2 separate regions of the Mus musculus genome follow, and region 2 is linked to region 1. A link is a contact called in public Hi-C data. All regions are on one chromosome and are shown on one strand. Each heading gives the region's core, a stretch centred on a gene start, on an enhancer-like site or on the middle of the called end of the contact. The rest is flanking DNA. Distances are from core to core; before and after follow the strand shown.

Region 1 (5,773 bases), core at 861-3,360:
TTGGCATTTGTAACAAGGAGGTTGGAGATTGTGGCCACAGGAATTTGGAGTCTGTATTGAACTCTTGACAACTGGGCTAGAACCTTGGAGATGACAGCCAGACAACTGTCTTTAAATCTAGAGTATATCTAGAGAGGAAGAATCTGTAGACTCCCGAGACTCTCACAATCCAGCTTCATGTCTATAAAGAGTTAGATCTGTAAGATCTTTTTAGCCAGGAGTGGAGAAAGCTCAGAGTTCTTCAGAAGAGTTCAGGGAAAAGTAGACAGAGCCCTATCCAGTCAGCTCTGATGATTTGACCAGTGGGTGGAACTGGGGTGGACCTATGGGGTCAAGGGTTCAAGACTTAAGAGTTTAAAGACCAAGGAGGGAATTGGAAGGATCAGAGGGAAAGGTGACTAAGAGGAAGTTTGGGTTTTTTGTTTGTTTGTTTGTTCGTTCATTTTTGTTGTTGTTTTTGTTTTGTTATAGGTATCATATTTAGGCTAAGCGAGAAGATATTCATAAAGGTCAGGCCTAGTTATAAGAGGCAGCAGTGGCCAGTCACTAATTGGGTGCAGTCGAGCAGAGATAGACCTTACACTTGCCCTCTGCCAGCGGCCCCAGCATAATAGTTCTTCAGAGGACACCATAAAACCAACAGGTTGAATAGATCCAATACACCTAGAAGAAGCAAAGTAACAGTGACTGGGCAAAAGAGCCTCTCCAAGAGCCTTAGAAGAAACAAAGTAACAGTGACTGGGCAAAGGAGCCTTTTCATACCTCTTTTCTCACCAGCACTGGTGCTCATTTGCAATACTAGTTACATGAACTGTGGCAGCTGTGTTCTCATTCATTCTTGGGTATCTCTGTTTCCCTTCCCCTTTCCTCTCCATTTGTGTCTTGTGCAGGGGATCAAATCCAGAGACTCGGGCAAGCTTAAACAGGATTTCTATCACTGTGCTATATCCCCACCCCAGGGGATTGATTTTCCCTGGAAAGAAACATTTGTTTTCATAAATGGTTAAATTCGTAATCATTTTAAAACTAGTGATTCCAGACACAGTCATATGCTTTTCCTCTGCTTTTGAAAGAGGGTGGTGAGATAAGGAGAAGACCTCTACTGCTGGGGAGACAGAGGTGGCTATGTACAGAGTTTCACAGCTCCTCAGGGGAGATGAGATTTGAAGCAGGTTAGTTATGCTTTAACATCTTCTAGAGAATTCATCTAGAAACCATGCCCTCCAATACCATCCCAACCCACCAAGGAGGCCATGTGGTTCTCAGTGCTGACTCTGGAGCTGGAGTCTGGGGATGAGAATGGAGAGAGTGAAGTACTCTTGAGTTAGAGGCTCCTGTGGGTGAGGCTGCAGGCTGCAGGCTGCAGGCTGCCCTCATCTCTCAGCCATGTGACTTGGGTCTGGGTTGCTTCTTTACCCATCTCTTCCTGGACTCATGTTGTTGCTCTTCTCCATTGCTACCATCTGACCAGGGTCTTTCTCTCCTGCTGCCCCTTATGTTCCTAAACATATTTCCTTAATCATCTTTTTTTTTTTTTTTAGCATGACCATGCTCTGAAGGATATGCAATGGCACATGATGATTTGGTACATCTTTATTGATATTCAGTTTTATTCAAGGACAGCTGAACCCTCTATTTCCATCTAATAAGACACCTATGTAGTGAGCTAGCACAGAGCAAATGGTGAGACATTTTAGTGTAAGCCAGTTTGAGCTTTGAGCTGCCCAAGACCGCAGCCCTGGATAACCAGGGAATGCACTTAATTAGCTCTGTTGTTTTGGATAGTTCATTGGTGGAAAACACAGAGCATCAGAGAGCTAATGGAAGCAGTCTTGAGGTTTGTGGAGGGGGCTTTTCTGCTCAGAATAGAAGGCATGATAGGCTTTCCCTGGAGAAGTAACGGGGGCAGGGATTTACCCCAGGAAATCAAAATATAGAGGCAGGGTGGTAGAAACAAAGCAAAACAAAATTGAACAATGATTTTAAAGGCTTAGCACTTACTTACCAAGAATAATTAGCTAAAATAGGATGCTACCAGATGGCTCAGGCTTGCTATTAAAACCCATCTGTGAGCCACATTTCCAGCCGGAGAGCTTATTTGAGGAGCTTTGTGTCACTTCAGCTGCTCTGTTCCAAATCCAGAACGACCAGCGATGACGGTGCCCTGATCCTTCTGGGTCCCACTTCCACTTTTTCTTCCTTTGCCAACCCCAACCTTTGTTCTTTCTCTGAAAGGTTTGTAAAGATATAATGATCTCTGTGTGTGCAAAGGCCTTGAGTCATTTATCTATCACATACAGGATGGCTTCTCTTACTATTTCTGGATAGAAATGTAAAATGGTTGGGGAAGATGGAGCTGAGAGGTGTGTGAGGTGGAGTCTCTGACTTTACTGATGCAGCGAGTTAGCCTGGCTTTGGGTGGGCTCCCAAGTCCTTCCCCAGCCCCTCTTTAGTTTGGTGTCCATCCTGCCATCACAGAAGGGACACCTTGGGTACGGAAATGACCCACAAACTTAGAGGCTTCATGATAGAATTGCTTGTAACTAAAAACATTAGAAATTAGGTCTTCCTTTACTATGGAGCCGGAAACTCACCCCTGCATGAGTACATGGGCTCACATGGAAAGAGGTCTGATGTGTAACACCAGTTGCCCTAAAAACACAGGGAAGAAAAACACTCCAAACCTTTTGAGAGATACTTTATACATGTATCTATATCAGTGACCTGAGTTTCATTTGCAGTGTGAGCTCAGTGAATATCAGTAACATGAAAGAAAATGCTCATTGTATCCTAATTATGGTTACGACTGTGTAGACATTAAATCTTCCTACAGTCACCAAAACATGGGTGTCTTGGATGTCATTTATAGCTAGAATAATGGCAAGTATTGATCGAGTGCTTGGGAAATCTTTTGCATGCCAAATTTTGACACGCATATGCTTCCAGATAGGTTTGGCCACAAAATATTGTTATAATAAAAGTCTAGTTACCAAACTCAAAAATATGGCGAGTGAGATATAAACTCATGTAGCACTCGTTAATTAAGGCAGGAACTGGACTCTAGAGGGCTTTTAATGGAGAGGGACTCATGGGTTCAGTGAGAAGATGAAAACCTGGCTCTGAGGAGGCTCGAGGTGAGTGTGTACCGTGTCCCTTACCGTGTCTGCCTCTGAGAATACTACAGGTGAGTGTGTAGTGTGTCTCTCAATGTGTTTGTCAAATGGACTCTTAAGATGTGACTTTGGTAGCCAAGCAAAAGCAGAAAGGATGTCCAGGTTTCCACTGGATATCACTTGAGTATTCTTAAGAATGGTGTCTGCTTGGTAGGCTGAAAAGCCAGGTAAGTGCTCAGGACAACTAAATGGGTAACCTGGCCAAGACTTGCAGACCTTGGTGGTATAAACAGAGATGAAGATCATTTGGAATATTTGTGTAGGGGCATCATGAAACCATTAATTTATCTAGGTTGTGAGTTCTCTGCTAGGGACTATCAGCATGGCCCCCTGTATTCCTCCAATGTTATCAATGAGAATTTAGGAAAAATCCCGGTCAAATCTCTGGTGTAGGACTCATGTCAGGAAGCCTAGAGGGCAGACCCAGCACTGGTTGTAGATGTTTGAGAGAGCCAAGCACTTAGTATTAATACTTTTATAATAAAAATTTGATATACATATTAATCTTGCTGAGTCTAAGAATATTTTGCTTCTCACAGTAATAGATCAGTCTTGACATTCTGATGTAAAATACACAATTATTTAAGTAATTTAGATTTGCACTTTTAAGTTAAATCTCATCAACTTTATTTAGATTATTGGAAAAGTTAAGAAAACACAAAATCCACTGTGTTTATATGTTTAATTCACTAGAATAATGTTGTTCTGATGGGACAAAGGATAGTCATTGTGATAGCTGTACTTAACAGAGAGCATAAACTATATTAAATTTGTGAACAGAGCTAAAATTATTTTATTAAGTAACAATCTATACTTGTGTGTGTAGAACAAAATACTATTCTAAATGTTTCCAAAAATGTTGCTAACCTACTTTGGCTTACAAATAAAACAAAATTTCTAAGATGAACTTTAATTAAAAGCATTTTTTTCTTTTAATATTAAGGGTTCATACACCCAAGATTTGGGTTCAACAAAACATTTGAAAGCTCAGAAATGATAATTTTATGTACATTCAAAAGCAAAAAATTGTTTTTTCTGGAATTAACATATTCTTGTAAATTAAAAATGAAATCCCAAGAAATACAACATTGGGTACATGAATGGAGATCTTAGACGGAGTTGCCTGGTACCTTGTTGTGAAGAAGGTATGCTGTGGAGAAATCCTCTGGGATTGATGCCTAGCAGTGTATCACTGGAAGAACTTGGGATAATCAGGCACCACCAGTGGCAAACATGGACTGGCACCTTTTCTGGAATAATTTGGCAAGGTGCTTCAGGAGCCATAAAACATTCCTCTTTGTTTATCTTTCCTGTCCCACGCAGATGGCATTTGTCCTAAGGAAATAATTCAGAGAAAGGAAAATTTGTATACACGAGGGCGTTAATTATGGGGCTGTTTAAGGGAGGAGAAAGAAGAATTCTAAACATCCACAAGATTCAATAAGTGAATGCTATAGAAGTAGCACACATGATGTTAGGAATAGCTTAAAAAGACAGTGAAGCAGCCTGAGAAAATGTCCATGAGATGAAAAAGAGGATCCAGAAAATACAACCATATTTCTATATATAATCAAGTCTTGGAAGAGAACCTAGGAAAACCCAAGCAGGTTTGTAAAGCATTTTCTGCTATTACATGGACTGTTTCCTTTCCTTTTGGTTCAAGTTGGGCCAAATCTTATAGAATTTACTTTGCCAACTTCCTATTTCAGATCTATCAAGCATGAATATATGTATATTTAAAACCTGTGAATTTCTAAGCAAGTTTTCCTGAAACAGTCAACAACCCCTACAGCTATAACTTTCATTAGTGCAGGCATCTCATCTACCTACCTATCTTTCTTCTGGGAATGCTGTCGGCCCTGCGGTTAAAATAGCCTTATGGTCACCGGATTCTGTGTCTCTCTGTGTTGTCAATCAAAATGTATTGACTGTCTCTCCCAATTAACAAATCCTCTTTGCCTACCTAGTCTGTGAAAACCAAGAACCACCCTGGTTCCCACTGGTTCTAAAACATGGCATTTCATCTTCCTTCTTCACTACTAGACTGAGTTCATACCCTCTCAATGCATTTCTATCTTTGATTATGAGGCTGGATCCCTCTTCCCTGTATACTGAAGTGTCTTCTTCCAGGCCCTTGAATATAAAATGAGTGTTGTGAAGTACAGAAAAGGGACTCCTGTACTCTGACTCCGAGATCAGAGAAGAGTTCCCATAGAAAGGAGGGTCCACGGGAAGGAGCAACGAAGAGTTCTTACTACCAGAAGCAACAAGGAAGGATGAATGTTTTAGGAGAGCACTGTATGTTGAGAATCTGGGATGACTCTGAGTAGCTCATAGCTTAGGGTTGTGAGTGTTTCTTTGAGATGAATTTCTCCAAGTCTCTCAAATGTTTGCTGCAGTAGCATTTACCATAGCACCCAGTATATGAAGGGCTCAAAGATATGTCTGTTGAATCAGTTGTTAACATGGGGGTGGAAATGGGTGCAAAATTGATAGGCAAATGATCAGATTCTTGGAGGTAATCTAAAACGAGCAAGTGTGCTGCATGGAAAGCTCTACTGAGTCACCAGTGTTTGGAGCAGGGAGAGAACTGATCAGAT
Region 2 (5,773 bases), core at 2,093-4,592, 150 kb after region 1:
CTTTAAACAGCTCCAGAACTTGGGGCCATCTTCAGTTCCTGATTTTCCCTGCCCCTGTATTGACTTTGCTACCTACAGTATTCCAAGAAACTTTGTCCCCTTCATGACCACCTCATTCATAATTCATTACAGCTACTTCCTATCTACCTTGGTTACCTTTTACCCACACACCTCTGCTGATGTAATACCCTCAACCTTGAAGAACAAATCCTGAAGTTTTCTATTGCCTTCAGAATAGAACTCTAGTCTTTCTGTGGAGTTTGCAAAACTCTTCCTTATCTTGTCTCCTCTGAAAAATAGACAGTCCTATTTTTCCAGTGTGATTTCACATTATACCACCTGCCCTCAGTGTAATATCTATATTGAGGGTTTTGCAGAATTTCTGATTAAAATGTCCTTGATTACCAAGTGGTGGAATGCAGTAGATCCAGAAACAAAATTAACTTGGACTGTCTTTAGTTTCCTTAATAGCCATTTATGCCCATGTTCATATGTGATCTAACATTCCCTTTTGCTATCAGGTGACATCTTTGGAATGTATTTACTTAGCAGAATACCAGAATCCACTAAAGCTAAGAAAGCCATAACATCTGGAATATATAGGCAGAGACTTCTCTGCTGAGATGTAGCCTGTCTAGCTCACGTCTTCAACAATGTTTGAAAGTGGATTTATTTGACTTTATTTTGTCCTGTGACAATGAAAAGGTTATACCATCTCATCCTTGGTGGAACACATCATTTTACTGTAGTTTGAGTTACTGTTCCCAGGCCACAATTACTTATATTTGGATAGCAATAAAGTATCCCTTATTTTTTTCTTGAATGGAGGCTGTGTTTTACACTGACAGCTGTCACAGCCTGTCTCCACTATCATCTTTGCTTTCACTATATCTGCCTACAAATTGTATCTATCCTACAACTCCAGGTAAGTGAAAACATTAAGTTCACATCCTTCCTTCCATCCTCCCTTCCTTTTCTTTTCTTTCTCTCCTTCTTTGCTCTGTCTGTTCTTTGTTTGGAGCATAGTCCTCTTTCTTAGCTGGATTTGATCCTATTGATTCCTTAGGGCTTGTCTTGAGCTTTCTTTCTAATGAGCAACACTTCCTGGTTAGCCAGGTTGAGAGGAGCACTCAGCGCCTCTAATTTGGCTAGGCCCCATTTCTGATTTGATTGGATCTTTCTCTACATTTGCTCTTTTTGAGGGTGGGAGCCATACTTCTCGTCTCAGGTACTATGGGTTTGTAGTCATATGCACAACAAATGTCTAGAGCAGTGTCAGCTGGCTTGTAGAAGCACTTCGATGAGTAATCAAGATCAAGATTTGTTCTCCAGAAGTGAGACACAGAAGATATGAAAGACCTCCCTTCTTGCAGAAGGGAGTGTAACATGGTGTAGAAGAGGACCAAAGTTCCTAAAGGGTAGAACTAGCATGTGACTCAGGAATTATAGTCTATGTCCAATATCTATCCACAAAGCTTCTAGAAGACTGTTCACAGAAGTACTTCATGTAAGTGGACTCACAAAACATTATGCTAAGTGGGTCAGATCAGGCACAAAAGGTCACACTTTGTATGTAATTAGACATATCTTGAGGAAGTGGATTAATGTTGCCTAGGGCAGGTGTGATGTGTGAAGAGATGGAGGAAGGGAATAACTGCTGAGGAGCATGGAATCTCCTTTGACAGCTGGAAAGAATAAAGTTGATGTGGTGATGGGTGCTTACATGTAAGCATGTTAAACATTTAAAGATAAAATTACCAATTACTTTGTGGGGTTTCTGAGGTGAGATTCTGATGACCGATACACAGTGATCTGAAACTAGAGTGGTGGCAGTAGGGATAAACGGTCATTTTGTTGGGTCAGATGTTTCGATGGAAACCCAAAGGCATTAAAATTTCAAGCACAAAGAGAAAAGATAAGGTGACACATAGATATTGACTATCAGTTTATGAAATGCTTATTGAATGTATTTCCACTTTCTTGACTACTAGACTAGATGTAAAGGAGAAATGGGAAACAGCTTGCTGAGTATACAAAGAAGTGGTCCTTGACTTGGTGCTCAACTGGAAATTAAAAAAGTATATGTGTGTAAGGAAGCATCAAATTTCTATAAGAGAAATACAACTTATTTGTGCAAAGAATGGGCAGGATGGAAAAGGTCAGAAGAGGTGACCTGCTCAGTATTAGTTGTTCACTAAGGACTTCAAGTTGCCCAGCTCAGTGAAGGCATGTCAAGATCCTGTTGATACTTCCCACTCAGTACAGAGATTAAAGATAGTTCAGTCAATTTTGTTCAGTGGAAGGAAGAGAAAAGCAATTCCCAATAATGCTCTCTGTGTGAAGATTAGAAGTTGTCCACAGACTCACATTCAAACGATCAGGGCACTAGGCAGTAAAATATCTTGGATATATTTGGTTCATTCCCAGATTGTTACCACTTGACTAGTTCCAAGTAAATGGTATACGTTCAATAAAAATTAAGTGAATGTTGTCTAAACCATCTGAGAAGTGTGCTACCTGTTGACCATTTCTATGTAACAGTCACGACAGTCTACACAATTACTCTCCCCTTCAAACAAAAACCTACCAAGTGTATGGCATATTCCCTTCAGGAAAAGATGTTGACTGACAGCTTTGCTGTAAGGATGTGGAACAGCTAAAAAACAACTGTTTTTAGTGGAATATGAACGAACTGCTATGAGAGAGTTGATTACAAGTGCTACAGTCCTAGCGCTGAAGATCTTTAAAATCCAGTGGTTTAGAGAAGCTTTCAGCTTGGGCACGTTCAGGAACTTGAGAGTTCCGCTAAGCCGATAGGTCCAGACATCACGTCAAACATTTCTTGAGCATGTCATAGTGCCGGGTGCTTTATTCAGTTCTCACATTTTGGTTGTTTGTAAGAGGCAAAGGCTCTTCTCGTGGTAGATTCGAGTTCTGGACAGAAGAAAAATTCAGATTTGGTAGGTGGTTTTATGGGCCTGTCACTAAGAGAGATTGAGAACCTTTACTAGGAGGTAGATCTTGAGAAAGGTCAGGAAAAGCGTTAAGTCGAAGCCAATCTATAGCAGAGTCAATTACCTGAGAATCACTCAACTAGGAGGTTCTTCTTGTGGCCTAGCCAGCTGAATCTCTGTTAGGAGGAATATCTGTTGAATAGTTTGTTTTGGCTCAGGACAAAAGATAAAGACATGATGTAGTTTTTGAGGATGGTCAGGCCAGTGTATATCAGGTCAATCCACTTCACAGGTCAGGTCTCTCTTCAGATGAGGCTCAGCTGGCCTCCTCTTGGGGGGTCATGTGATGCGCCCGCGGATGCCTGGAGCGCCGCGCGCAGGCCTGGGCGGGCCTAGGTAGAAATCAACTTCCGGTGAGGATGTCCTGGACGCCGGGTGGTGTGTGGGCTGCCCGAACGTGGGTTCCTGGGCCAGCAGTCACCGGGAGGGGGGTGGTTGCGTAGCCGGTGTCCCGGAGCCAGTGTCTGAGAGCCGGGTGTGACGCGCAACAGCGCGGGGAGCACTGCGGTGGGCGCAGGTAATCGGGTGCTCGCCGTCTGGGTCCGGGTCTCGGCCGCGGGTGGGAACGTGACCAAGTTACTGCGAGTCGCGAGGCCGCGGCCGGGCGACTCACGGGACCTGGGTCAGGGAGACACCTCGCTCCCGCCCTCGCCCGCGGGGCCCTGCACTTGGGTAGTCCCGAGTGGAGAGCCATAGTAAGTCCGCTTGTTGTCCGCGCTGTAGTTGCCCCGGCGGAACGGAAGTGTTGACCCTGATGCGGTTCCCGTCGGTGCCGAGCGGCGCACCCCTTCCGGTCTCAGACCTTGGGAAAGCGCGCACTGTGCACTCGGAGTTCTGGAGAGCTGATCGCTGGACACACCCTCAGTGGCGTCTCGGGTTCTCACCCCAGGCGAGCATCGTGCGGAGCGCTTGGCCTCTGTCTGTTACACACCTTTCCCCGCCCCCCCAGGATGCCGCGTCTGCGCGGCTGCCTCCGCAGGAGGGAGCTTTGCACAAGAGTTGTCAGCTGCTCTGACAGCTCTGGGATGGTGAGGCCGCCGTGATCTTGGCCCTCCGCTCTGGGGAAGTGAAGGCTTTGGGCTCAGCTTAGGTCCCTCAGAGGCCGCCCACGAATTCCGACTTATCCCTCCACTGTGCAGACATTGACACGTCTTCGCCCCTAGTTTTAAACTTCCCGGCTCTGTGGAAGGCTATGGAACATGTTTGCATGCTGCGTGGTTGAGGGATTGCCATCTTGTCACAGGGTGGGTCAGCTGTCACCTCAGGATTTAAGACAAAAGCCTGCAGAGTACTCACAGTTTCCTGGGCGACAGAAACCGAGGAGAAGTGCACTTGTAGTCATCTTAGCCACACCTTGTGTTGCTTTTGGGGTTGTTTGAACCTCACCTGTTGGGATAAATGGCTCAGGAAGATGCTAGGTCCGCTGCACCTTGGTGCCACTATGTGGTGTGTTAATGTGTGAAGAATTGCCTGGTGAGAGGTGAGGAAGTTTGGTGTCTCCTAGGATGTCTAGAGATGTTTCAGTGGGCTGGGAACTGTGAACTGGTTGCCTAGCAACACCATACTCCAAATTGGAAAAAAACATAAAACAAAATGAGAAAGTCCAGGATTTTTGAGTTTTTAAGAAAAATATTAATCATCATAATACTTCACAGAAAAAGAAAACTTTAGGAAATCACCTAGAGAAGCATCCATTGTTTGTTCTCTCTCTCTCTCTCTCTCTCTCTCTCTCTCTGGGGTGTGTGTGTGTGTGAGAGAGAAAGAGCCTGTCATCAATTGGGACATTTTATTGAACACCCAGGTACTATCAGATTTGTAAAGAATATAGGATTTTTATTAATAAAGGAAACTTTGAAGGGAATCTCTCTCTATGACACAAGCCAAGTGGGAATCAATTAAGGTGGGTGAGATCTTTCTATTAATGAAAAAGGAGGAAAAATGTTTAAGTTCTAAGGATCACAATCACAGTGCCCTGCTGGCTACTGTTTCCGTATAACTTACCATTAAGTGTTGTCTTTCCTGTAGGATGTAAACGTTTGAAAGGCCACTCTGTATTAATGTGCATGTTAACTTGGTACAGTTTAGGGTTCGGGTTCTGGTTGTCTCCTTTCTTCAGTTTCCAATAACTTGGGTTTAGTTTATTTGAACTAGAGTTGATGTACCTTTTCTTGAAGGACATTTCTTAGAGTTTAGTTCAGGGTAAACTAATTCAGTATGTCTTCGTGTGCACTCACTCTTACAAGTGTGCCTGGTCATATAACATCACCACGGTTTGCTCATTGGGATCCCCCAGGATGGCTACAGATTCATCCTCTGTTGGGTTTTTCCTCTCTGGAGTCATGTAAGTGGAAAGATGAAGCACAGTCCCTTGTTCGTACTTTTTCCCCCCAGAATGCTTTTCTAGCCCTTTTGGTGTCTCCGTAAAAAGGGGACATGGTACTTCTGTCTGTGAGTAGGCCACAGTGTAGTCACTCACTCACTAGTTGGTGGACATTTAGGAGTTTCTGAGTTTTGTGTTTTGGGATGAAGCTGTTAGTAAAAATGCATTTTGGGGGGACAGTCATATTTAAGTCTTTAGAGAGAAAAGTTCTCATTTTCTTTGGTTCAGTGTTGAGAAGCAGGGTGCTGGACCAGGTGGCAGCTGCATGGGTAACGTTTTAGCTCTGCTGTTTACCCTGGTGGCTGCTGTGTGCTGCAGTCCTGCCAGTGAGATGCATGGTTCATGTTGCCATGTGTCAGTTAGGCATTTTAGCTCCTGC

What was found. Hi-C and Micro-C count contacts between places; a contact is called where the count stands out from the background.
Region 2: a Hi-C map of cortical neurons shows a contact between it and region 1, with 2.0 times the contacts expected there. The contact joins the promoter of Ccdc91 here to the enhancer-like site in region 1. A contact is called at or near these places in 1 of 39 promoter capture datasets (hippocampal neurons), 2 of 484 Hi-C or Micro-C datasets (both in cortical neurons) and 1 of 9 other capture datasets (adipose tissue).

The regions. Positions count from the first base shown.
Region 1 is chr6:147,327,326-147,333,098 of GRCm38.p6, forward strand. No RefSeq gene overlaps it. Among named protein-coding and RNA genes, the nearest start is that of Pthlh, 66 kb to the left of the region's middle. Within about 2 kb of position 2,111, at least 18 of the 459 cell types and tissues checked have an H3K27ac peak or open chromatin away from gene starts, as enhancers often do. A contact at or near this core is called in cortical neurons, where this site is marked.
Region 2 is chr6:147,472,529-147,478,301 of GRCm38.p6, forward strand. It overlaps Ccdc91 (coiled-coil domain containing 91), which reads left to right and starts at 3,343. Exons shown (of 13, transcript NM_025911.2): 1 at 3,343-3,531. It overlaps Gm6288 (a long non-coding RNA gene), which reads right to left and starts at 3,291. Exons shown (of 4, transcript XR_869623.3): 1 at 2,588-3,291.